2 separate regions of the Mus musculus genome follow, and region 2 is linked to region 1. The links are chromatin contacts, called in public Hi-C maps. All regions are on one chromosome and are shown on one strand. Each heading gives the region's core, a stretch centred on a gene start, on an enhancer-like site or on the middle of the called end of the contact. The rest is flanking DNA. Distances are from core to core; before and after follow the strand shown. Region 1 holds the start of Samm50 (SAMM50 sorting and assembly machinery component). Region 2 holds the start of Efcab6 (EF-hand calcium binding domain 6).

Region 1 (5,631 bases), core at 1,430-3,929:
CCTGTGGGACAGCTTCCTCTATAAGTTTGTGTTCTTCCCTGTAGGCGTGCAGGCTGAATGTCCTCCACACTGCAAAATGACTGGGTTGGTGCTGTATAGCCCCGGCTGGTCTGGAACTATGTAGTTCAGGCTCACCTGCTTTTTCCATTCTCCTGCCTCAGCCTTCCCAGTACCATGTTCACACACAACCACATCAGCTTGGAATGTGCATTTCTAGGAAGCGTTGGGAAAGGACAATGGCATAGTCTCCAGAACCACTGAGGGAAAAGTCTGGAGCAAATAACTGTGACAAAGGGCTGGGTGCGCATGTGACTCTCTCTGGCCACAGGTGAGGCCAGCCCTGAAGATGACAGGAGCACTCAGGCATCCAACACACAGGGATAACCCGAACACAAGCTTGGATCATGGGCAGTGTTCAAGGCTTCAATTTTCCCCAGTGTAACACCAACAAGGGGGTAGGGCAGGGATCGTTTACTGATGAAGAACTACACTTCCCAGCTTCCCCTCTGATGGACTACATTTCCCAGTCTCCTCTTGTGAACTAGTAAGTCATTTCTACCTCTATAGAGGGCTTCTCCTGTGGCCATTTTGGCCACCTGCATGTGTGGGTGACAAAACGCTCCCTCATTGTTAATAAACATGATCCTACCTAAGGTCAGACCAAGGCTTGCTCTGTCTTCTCTCCCTCTACAACTGCTTTTTAAATAATCTAACAGGGAGAACATATGAGGGCTAAAGGTATGTTTTAAGTTTAAATTACTGTGCTTAAGAGACCTATATAAAAAAAAAGCCTCTAACCTGTAAGTCCCACTTGGCCCAGGACAGATAACTTCCTGGATTGCTGGAGGCTGTTGTCCACGTAAGATAACTTCTGCAAACAAGCTTGGTGGCCCCAACTGCACAGGATGTGATGACCACATATAGGTGAGAGGTATACTTGCCTCCAGTGGATGAAGGCAGAAAGTACATAGCCTTGTGGGCTTTGCCTTTGTAAGCAATTTGATGCCATAGTCTGGGAATTCTGGGTATGGACCTAGCTAGTGTCTATTGTCCTGGCCATTATTTATTAAAGCTCACTTCAAATTTGTCTCAAAAATTGTGACAATGGTCCTATTCCTGACCAGTGGCACTAACAGACATTGTATGTGCATGATGGGAGAATGATTCTGGGCCCTTAGGGCTTTTTTGTTTTGTTTGCTTGAGACAGGGTCTCTCTGTGTAGCCCAGGCTGTGCTGGGGCCATCTATGTAGACCAGGCTGCCCTCACCCAGCTCTGTCTTTGGGAAGGAAAGTAGCTAAGTACCCTAGATTGCGTTAGGATAGGAACATAGCAATTATTCATGAATCCCTGCATGGTGTCAGGCTCAGATTCACGGGAACATGGGCCCCATCTTTGCAGATGCTTAACGAGAAAAAGGTCAGGAGTGTCCCGGAAGGAGGGGATGGAAAAGGAAGCTAGGCTTCAGTGGTCAAGTGCAGTGGTGTCAGGTTGACTGCAGGTCAGAGGACAGGAACCCCACTCTATCTTTAGTAAACTGCAGTTCAGAGCTACCAGTGGCTTTTATTACATTATTCTTTTGAGGCACAGTAACTGTTTCTGCTACCAAAACACAAACGCACAGCTGTCTTTTTTGTTTATGTAACCGTCCTCACCTGAACACTCAAGAGAGCTCCATTCATCTTTTAAAAAATATGAATCTGGGGCTGGTGAGATGGCTGAACGGTTAAGCGTGTCAACTGCTCTTCCAAAGGTCCTGAGTTCAAATCCCAGCAACCACATGGTGGCTTACAACCATCCGTAACGAAATCTGATGCTCTCTTCTGGAGTGTCTGAAGACAGCTACAGTGTACTTACATATAATAAATAAATAAGTATTTTTTAAAAATATGAATGTGGGTGGTGGTGGTCCATGCACCTTTAATTCCAGCACTTGGAGGCCAGGGGCAGATGGAGCTCAGTGAGTTCGAGGCCAGCCTGGTCTACAGAGCAAGTTCCAGGACACTCGGGCCTACACAGGAAAAACCTTTAAATGAAATATAATGTCGCCAGGCAGTGGTGGCGCACGCCTTTAATCCTAGCACTTGGGAGACAGGCAGGCGGATTTCTGAGTTCGAGGCCAGCCTGGTCTACAGAGTGAGTTCCAGGACAGCCAGGGCTACACAGAGAAACCCTGTCTCATAAATAAGTAAATACATAAATTAAATGTCATACACATTTCTGAGGAGTCTGGGAAGGCGAAATTTATTCACTTCTGAGAGTCTGTTCGCTCCTAACACCATGTGGGTCTGCAGGATTGAACCAAGCTGTCAGGCTTGGAGGCAAGTATCTTTACATACCGAACTCTCTTTAAAGACGCCTCCACCCCATCCTCAGCCCAGACCCTTTTTACTGGACCCGTCGGTTCCCGGAGCACACACTCTGTCTTCCTTGCGCCCTTCTGCTCACACCTTAGAAGTGGAACTGAGGCTCCAAGGACTAGACCGGGGTAAGCCCCCATACAACGAGGAGCTCAGCTCCGTTGCCTTTTCACGGGACCAGCTCTGCCCATAACCGCAGCTTTCTGGGCGTCACTGAACGCTCCACGCTTGCACTGGGCTTCCTGGCGTTCTTGTGAACATCCGGGTCACTCTCTCATACGGACCAATGAGCGGAGGGTCTTGAGTCAGGGGGCGGACCCTAGGTGGTACAACATGGCGGCGCTCGGCACGCAGCTTCCGTGACCTGTAGCCGAGCCTCTTGTGTTTGTAGCTGAGTTTGGTTGGGCGCGGGCACCGCCTTGGGGCAGCAGCCGGAGAGGGAGCCATGGGGACAGTGCACGCCCGGGTGAGAGGCCCCCGCGGCGGCTGGGCGGGACACGCGCGCCTGGGGCAAGGGCGGCAGCGAGGGTGTGGGAGCTGCTTTGGGCCGGAGGCTGTCTGTCGCGGTCGGGAGGGCAGTGGTGACTTGCCCAAGGTCATTCAGCGGAATTTCCCCAGGTGACCTTACAGCACCAAGGCTTGGAAGAAGGGTTTGTCAGAAGACAAGACACAACAAGTTATTTTGCAGCCTTGTTTTACAGTTTCCAGTTACTATTATGTGCACCAGTGTGTGCGCGCGCGCGCGTGTGTGTGTGTGTGTGTGTGTGTGTGCGCGCGCACTTTGTGTGCATAGCCCGTGGAGGCCAGAAGGGGGCAATTGATCCCCTGAAACTGTAGTTCCAGAGAGTTGTGAGCCTCCTTATAGGTGTCAGGAACCACTCTGGTCCTCTGCAAGAGCAGTACCTGCTGAACCCATCGCTCCAACCCAGCACTATTGCTTAAAAAGGGGTGTGTGTGTGTGTGTGTGTGTGTGTGCATGCATGTGGAGGTCAGAAGACAACAGCTGGAGTCAGTTTTCTCCTACTTTGTGGTGTGGAAACTGGGGAATGGAACTCTGGTGATTAGGCCCTAAGGGGCGAGTGCCTGTGCCTGCCGATCTGTCCTCACTTTTGAGTTGGCTTTCATTGAGTTGGCAACCTGGAATTGGGCAGAATGAGCTCCCTCCCCATAAATGGGCAGAGCAAACTATAGAAGACCCTTGTGCTGTCTCAGCATCTCCTCCATCCCTATTTCTGACTTTGGCTTTGTAGCCCAGGCTAGCCTCATATTAGTAGTCTTGTCTAAGCTTCTGACGAGCATGTGTCAGTATCTCGGGCAAGCACTCACTGAGCTATATCCATAGATCTCTTCAACTATTTTCCTTCACTAGGCTGTCAGGGCCAGCCTGGAGCTCAGTCTGTAGTCCAGGCTGGCCTTGAATTTGGAATCCTTCATACCTTTGAGTAGCTGGGCTTATAGATCCAGTAGCTAGGCATGGCACTACACACCCTTAATCTCAGCACCCAGGAGGCAGATACAGTGAATTTGTTGTGAGTTCAAGTCCAGCCCTGTCTATGCAGTGAATTTTAGGCCAGCGAGAGCTATATAGTGAGGCCCTGTCTAAAAACAAAACAAAACAAACACTACGTAGTGAGAGAATCCCCATTGGTAAACAGGTCCTGGAGGATACTGAGCTGTGGCAGAAGTGTGAACCACAGTGACATCTGCCCTCCAGATTGTGGGGCTGGTGGCCTCTGGAGGACTTTGTGTCATGCTTTGCCATCTTAGGAGGGACCATTGGAACTTTTTAAATAATAGAATGCAGACTTTGCCCTTACAAAGCGGATTTGCCAACCGTTGGATTACACATGGATCCACATGCACATTCCTCCTCTGCCTGATGTTTTCATACTTGGCAGACGTTAATAGTGATTTAAGATTACTAACAGCAGGAACCCAATGAATAGTGACGTGAAATGATGTCTTGTCTGTCATCCTTGGTAAGTGCCCATATTAGCGTGGAACCATTGCCAGCCCGAGTACTAGGGCTCTAGGCATGCACCTGCCTTTTTCTTTTCCCCTCACTTAGTAAAAGAACAAAAGAAAATTGCATTTAATCAGTATCCCATGAATAGGAATTGAGTACCAAAAAAGGGAGAAACTGTCTGAAGTCACAAAATTCTAACATTTAAGAGGTATCCCTTTGGACCCGGACATGGTGGCTGTAATTCCAGAAAGTTGGGAGTTGGAAGCAGGAGGTTTAGGGCTTCCAGACTGTTCTTGGCTATGTAGCGACTATGAGACCATCCCTGGGTTTGTGAGAACTTGAGTCTGACCCTTCACACATGGGTATTCTCTTTATTTGTGTGTCTCTCTGTAGCACGCACACACACACACACACACACACACACACACACAAAACCACACAGAATGGTTCAGAGGGGATATTTAGCATGGCATGGTGGCTCGTGCCTATAATTGCAGCACTTAAGAATCAGAGGCAGGAGAATCACAGTAAATTCAAGGCCTGTGTTCCTGTCTGAGTACCTCACCCCCTCCAAAGATAGATAGCATTTAAGGTGGATCTTCAGACGATGCAGGCAGCCAGCATGGCCTCGTGATGGAGGCACTTATACTGGCTTGGAGTCTAGGTGTGTCTCCACATAGGTCCTCTGAAGACCAGTCTTCAGGGCAGGTGTGGAGGAGTTGTGATCCTCTTGGGCTCCTTCCTGACACTCAGAACCTGTGTGCAAGGTGCGTGTGGCAGAAAGCCTTCCGGGAGGAGGAGGAGGCAGAGGCAACCCCAGAGTCCCCTTGCTCCGCACATATCAGTGCTTGTGGGCACCGTAGAGGGGCCTGACTGCAGGAAGCAGCCAGATACTGCCTGCCTGTTCTTGAAAGTCCCCTGAAATGTTGCTCTGAGTCCACTTCAAGGATGCTTGGAAATCTCTGCTGCCAAGTGTTCCAGTGACTTAGGGTTCACTCACGGGAACAGATTACATGTTCCATGTACACACAGATAAAGCACTGTAGTATGTGTGTGTCATGTATCTGTAATTGTGTTTTCCAGTCTTCCCAGTCCTGGTTACCCAGCCCCAGCCCCAGAAGCTCATTAAGAAGTTGCTCTAGTGATTATTTATTTAGTGGTAGAATGTCTTCTCCTCAGCCTCCCGGGGCTGGGATTATAGCCATGTGCCACCGTGGTCGGCTCTGTGTTGTTCTGAGGTGGTGGCAGTTCATAGTACCACTTGGAAGCAGGGTGGGCTCAGGAGGAGTTTCAAAGAGAGCCTTGGC
Region 2 (5,631 bases), core at 1,610-4,109, 130 kb before region 1:
AGTGGAAGCAATGCATGCTGCCGGGGTCCTGAGAGTCACAGGTCTAGCCACCACCATGGGGTTCAAAAAACACACCCCTTCCCTTCTCAAGTTCTCTTCCTAAAGAGCATCCTAAAGAATACTATACAAAAAGTGAGTTAATGCTTTAATATATTATGGGAACCACACGTGTATCACCCTGCGGACCCACACAAAGTTTTTTTTCTTCTTTTTTTTTTCTTTTACAGGGTTTCTCTGTATAGCTCTGGCTGTCGTAGAACTCACTCTGTAGACCAGGCTGGCCTCGAACTCAGGAATCCACCTGCCTCTGCCTCCCGAGTGTTGGAATTAAAGGCGTGTGCCACCACACCCGGCTCAAAGGTTTTTTTTATACATGCATACTTTACAAAAGAAATTACATGAAGTATGTTAAGGGAAAAGGTGGCTGTTGGTGTCTTTTCTCCCAGTTACATCATCTACCGTCTATGGCTTACCTGTCAGTCCTGGCAGGGGGAGGAGCCATCAGGAAGTCACCCTGTGACTCTAAGCATCTATGACAGTGGTTCTCAACCTTCCTAATGCTGTGACCCTTTAATATAGTCCCTCATGTCGTGGTGACCCCAAACCAAAAAAACTATTTCATTGCTACTTCATAATTATAATTTTGCTACTGTTATGAGTCATAAGGTAAATATCTTAGGGTTTCTATTGCTGCCATGAAACACCATAACCAAAAAGCATGCTGGGGAGGAAAGGGTTTATTTGGCTTATACTTTCACCACAGAAGGAAGTCAGGACAGGAACTCAAGCAGGGCAGGGACCTGGAGGCAGGAGTTTATGTAAAAGTCATGGAGGAGTGCTGCTGTGATGGTTTATATTCTTGCACCAGGGAGTGGCACCATTTGGAGGTGTGGCCTTGTTGGAATAGGTGTGACCTGGTTGGAGTAGGTGTGTCACTGTGGGTGTGGGCTTAATACTCTCACCCTAGGTGCCTGGAAGTCAGTCTTCTACTAGCAGCCTTTGGAAGAAGATGTAGAAATCTTAGCTCTGCCTGTGCCATGACAGCCTGGATGATGCCATGCTCTCACCTTGATGATAATGGACTGAACCTCTGAACCTGTAAGCCAGCCCCAATTAAATGTTGTTTTCTAAATAAGACTTGCTTTGGTCATGGTGTCTGTTCACAGCAGTTAAACCCTAACTAAGACAGCTGCTTACTGGCTTGCTTCTCCTGGCTTGTTCAGATTGCTTCCTTATAGAACCCAGGACCACCAGCCCAGAGATGGCCCCACCCACTCTGGGCTGAGCCTTCCTGCCTCTGATCGAAAATTAAGAAAATGCCCTACAGCTAGCTGTCATGGGGGCCTTTCCTCAACTGAAGCACCTTCCTCTCTTGACGATTCTAACTTGTGTCAAGTTGACCCACAACCAGCCTGGATAATATCTATATGCAGAGTATCTGATATGCAACCCCCGGGTTGAGAACCCTTGCTCTATGAGCTTGCTACAGACCAATGAGGTAGCTTTATTAGAGTAATTACTTCATTAGCATCAAGTGGCTGAACAGGTCTGCAGAACTGGTTCTATTTGGGGGTGCTGATTAGCTGTCAGGGTCACAGCATAGGTGCTCAACTTCTGTATGGCTGGAAATGGGTGGGGGACACAGAATACAAAGTAGAAGTGCAAATAAAATTAGCATGCAAGATAACAAATATAAGGTAAGCTTTGTGGGTTTCTTCATTTTGAGACAGGGTTTCAGGTAGCTCAGGCTATAACTTGAGATCCTCCTGCCTCGGTCTCTCAAATTCTGGGATTGCATGTGTACACCACCATGTCCAGCTTCAGTAAGCATTTCTTCTAAATTAAAAAAAAAATTCCTACCTTAAACCAAGCACGAAAATGAACGTAAATAAAGCCAACACACAGATGACTCCAGTGAATTCTTTTTCCTCCCATTCATAGGCTGGACAGAAAACACCCATTCACATACACCCAAGGAGCCAACGGCAGGTTCGTTTTCCACTCCCTGGAGCTTAGGCAAAGAAATGTTTATTGAACTGAAGGCAACGGATTAAAGACCAAAATGAAGTGTGGTTTGTAAAGATAGGATTTATTTACCGTATTTCTCTAAGTTCACTATTCAAGGATAGATACAATTTAAGAGAAATAGGTGTTTTCCCCAGGGTGATATAGAAGCCCTTTGGAAGAGGCAGACTTGTGGAAAGTAAATATTTTCAGGAGGAGGAAGGTCATTTCTGTGAGGTTAAGGCCAGCCTGGTCTACACAGCAAGTTTTAGGCTACCCAGGGCTACATAGTGAGACCTTCTAAAAATAAATAAAACAAAACTTTTTTTTTTTTTTTAGGAGGGAAAGAAAAGGGAGTGGAAGGGTGAACTGGGGGGCCAGCCTTCAGCCTGAAAGCTTAGAACATTTCACGAAGTGCTTTCTTTCATATGGAATGTGGGCAATGGGGTTAACTGATATAGAACATGGCTGTGGAAGGCAGCGTTTGCCTGGAAGCAGAGTGAGGCGGTTCTGCCTTTGCTACTTGCTACTTGTGTGGTTAACAGGTCTTTCACCCAAGTCCTCCTCAGGACTAAGCAGAGAACGTTGTGTTCAGGATCTAGGTGGGGCGCAAATGAGCAGGGTAAGGAACGCTGCAAGCCAGGAGAAATCGGAGACCGAACCTCCCGCGGGGCCCGCCGCCCGCGCGCTCCCCCGCGCCCCTCGTTTCGCTCCTCACAGCCCCGCACTGCCCTGGTCCTCCGGGCCCCGCGCGCTCCCCCTCCTTACCCGGCTTGGTGGTCACCAACTCAGCCGCCAACTCTCCTGCTGCAGACCTGGCCGCTGGGTCCCAGAAGCAGGCATGAGCCAAGTCTTCAGGACGCTGTTGCCCCAGCAACCAGGGTACGTCCCAGGTGGATGGTAAATCCCCGCCCCCGACAAGTAGAGGAGTTGCGATTGGCCAAGGAGGCGGAGCCAGACAAGATTCGGGCCTAGGAAGGACTTCCTCCGGAAATGCTGTCCCTGGGAGAGGTGTGGGGTGTATCCCTCTTTTCTGTTTTTATTGTTATTATGTTGGATTTCTTTGTGATTGAAGCCGTGTCCCATGGACCTGCCCCACCTCTGAGAAGCAGAGTTATTTATCTTTACATTCTTATAGCAAAATATTCTTGTGTTCTTTTTCTTGTATAATTGCTATATTCATCAGAATTATATAAGCCTATTTACATATGCATATATAATCTGTGTGCGAATATGCACTTACTCAAATACATTATCGTCTCAAAAATAGTTATGTTGCAATTAAAAATAAGAAAGTAATGTTTAATTTTGCCCTCAAAAGATTACATTTATGTGTTTGAGTATGTGTCTGCCTGTGTGTTATGTGTACCGTGTGCATGCAATGCCCACAGAGGCCAGGTGAGGGCGCTAGAGTTACAGGTGGTTGTGGGCTGCCATGTGGGTGCTGGGAATCAAGCTGGGTCCTCTGCAGGAGCAGCAAGTGCTCTGAAGCACTGAACCATCTCTCTAGCCCTTGTGGATAATGAATCCAGCTTCCCCATGCCATACTTTCTGAGTGCTAGCTGGATGTCTGGTGAGCAAGATTAACTTAGAATTAGCATGTCTGGCAGAGGCCTATTTGTCTACTGTAGGGCATGACTCTACAAACACAAGACCTGCTTGCTTTGCCTACCACTATCTTTGGACTCCACCTTGTGCCAGTACATGGCATGGTATACAACCATAAGGCCCTCACAAATAAATTAGTACCAAGAGTACCCTAGACCTAGTCATCACGAGGGATGACAGTACTGATGTCATCAGTAATGGTCCTTCTCCCTGGCTCTGTGGAGTTCCCTTCTTAAGACACTGTCAGAGTTTGTATTCCTACACAAAACATCATGTCCAAGATGGGGAAGAGAGAGAGTTTATTCAGCTTACACTTCCACATTGCTGTTCATCACCAAAGGAAGTCAGATCAAGAACTCACACTGGGCAGGAACTTGGAGGCAGGAGCTGATGCAGAGGCCATGGAGGAATGCTGCTTACAGACTTGCCTCCCCTGGCCTGCTCAGCTTGCTTTCTTACAGAACCCAGGGATGGCACCACCCACAATGGGCCCTCCTCCCACCCTTGATCAATAATTGAGAAAATGCCTTACAGCTGGATTTCCTCGAGGGAGGCTCCTTTCTCTGTGATAACTCCAGCTTGTGTCAAGTTGGCACACAAAACCAGCCAGTACAGACAGACACCCGTGTAAGTACTTTATGTCTAGTTCAGTCTGCTCCACAGGACGCTGATGAGATAGGTCCAGTGGAAACACACACACACGATATTTTGTCCAAGGATTCACAGCTGATCAAGTCAGGTCCAGAACGAGAATCCACAGACCTGAGTCCACAGGCCCCACTTACAGACTTCCTGACTTCTTATTTGGAGAGGAAGTCACAGCCTCATGGGTAAGATACCCAGCACATATCTTTGCCAGCAGGTGAATTAATGAGTACTGTGCCCTATGCTGCACAACTGGACCCTAAGTAGCCCCTGCCCCTGGCCTATTTAAGGAGAAAGCAATCTCTCCTGCCCACTACCAGGCTGACACATTTATCCCTCTAATTGAATGACCAGGCCTCCCGTCATTAGGAAATAGCATCCATACACCCCTGACAAACATGCCATATGTTCATAATTTCTTTGACACCTTCTCTTGTCCCAAAAGAGAACTGCTTTTCAGAGAGTCCAACGCCTGTACTGGTTGTCCTGGGTCCCTTCACAGAGGGCTATGTGTTAGCCTTTTCAGAAACCTTTGCTTGTGTTTGTAGCCTTTTCAGAAGACATTCAGTCAAAACTATTTCCTCGTGGAGCTAAGACATTACTGGATTTTTTTTTTTCAATTCTTCTCACCTAAAAGAAGCTCTGCTGGAGATAAGATCAAAGAAGATAAGAGAATCCAGCTGCCTGCTAATAAACAGATTTGCAAAAGCCTTCTTATGTTGTTGTTTTGGGAAGTATTATTTTCATAAACACTTAACACACACACACATCCACACACATCCTGGAAATTTCTAGAAGTCTTTAGGGAGGAGAAGCTAGTCTGCAAATAAGAGGCAAGCAGGCCACAGCCTGGACCTTCGTGGGCAAACGCAGGGTCCCTTTTGAGCTTTGTACACTACTGGCCTTTTGCTTGCTATGTGCTCCAGCTTCGAGATCCATAGCAGAGGGCAGGGTCTCATCCCTGATGGGACGTGTTAAACCTAAACCTGGAGATTTGCTCATGTTTGGTTTAATTTTTTGTGTTTCCCCCTCCACTTCCCCAATCTTTACTCTGTAAAGTATTTTCCTGCACTGGCAATTTCTTACTTCTGTGTGAAGAGTTGACTATTTTTTTCACAAGAAGCTAAATTCAGCTTACGTGTTTATTGCCCAATGAAATCATAACACCTATTAGTGTGGGTTTGATCTCTGTCCAGACAGAGCAAGCTCTGTATCAGAGACAGTGGCCCCAGGGCAACAATTTAATGATTGTCATTTCTTCTGGGAAAACTTTCCAAGCACCCTGCTGGTTCCCTCGGAGTGCAGGACGCCCTGCAAAGGGCTACTTTCAAAAGGGTGGGGCCTGGAGCCGGACTGCGGTGTTTGTGTCCTTCC

The links. A called contact is a pair of places that touch in the nucleus more often than the background predicts.
Region 2: a Hi-C map of cerebellum shows a contact between it and region 1, with 1.9 times the contacts expected there. The contact joins the promoter of Efcab6 here to the promoter of Samm50 in region 1. A contact is called at or near these places in 10 of 39 promoter capture datasets (the 3T3-L1 cell line, 3T3-L1-derived adipocytes, cranial neural crest and 6 more), 7 of 484 Hi-C or Micro-C datasets (the HL-1 cell line, the HPC-7 cell line, the N1E-115 cell line and 3 more), 2 of 115 datasets of contacts at active chromatin or transcription factors (embryonic forebrain and embryonic stem cells) and 1 of 9 other capture datasets (adipose tissue).

Annotation. Positions count from the first base shown.
Region 1 is chr15:84,189,561-84,195,191 of GRCm38.p6, forward strand. It overlaps Samm50 (SAMM50 sorting and assembly machinery component), which reads left to right and starts at 2,680. Exons shown (of 15, transcript NM_178614.5): 1 at 2,680-2,824. The coding sequence starts at 2,804.
Region 2 is chr15:84,062,490-84,068,120 of GRCm38.p6, forward strand. It overlaps Efcab6 (EF-hand calcium binding domain 6), which reads right to left and starts at 2,860. Exons shown (of 32, transcript NM_029946.4): 1 at 2,773-2,860.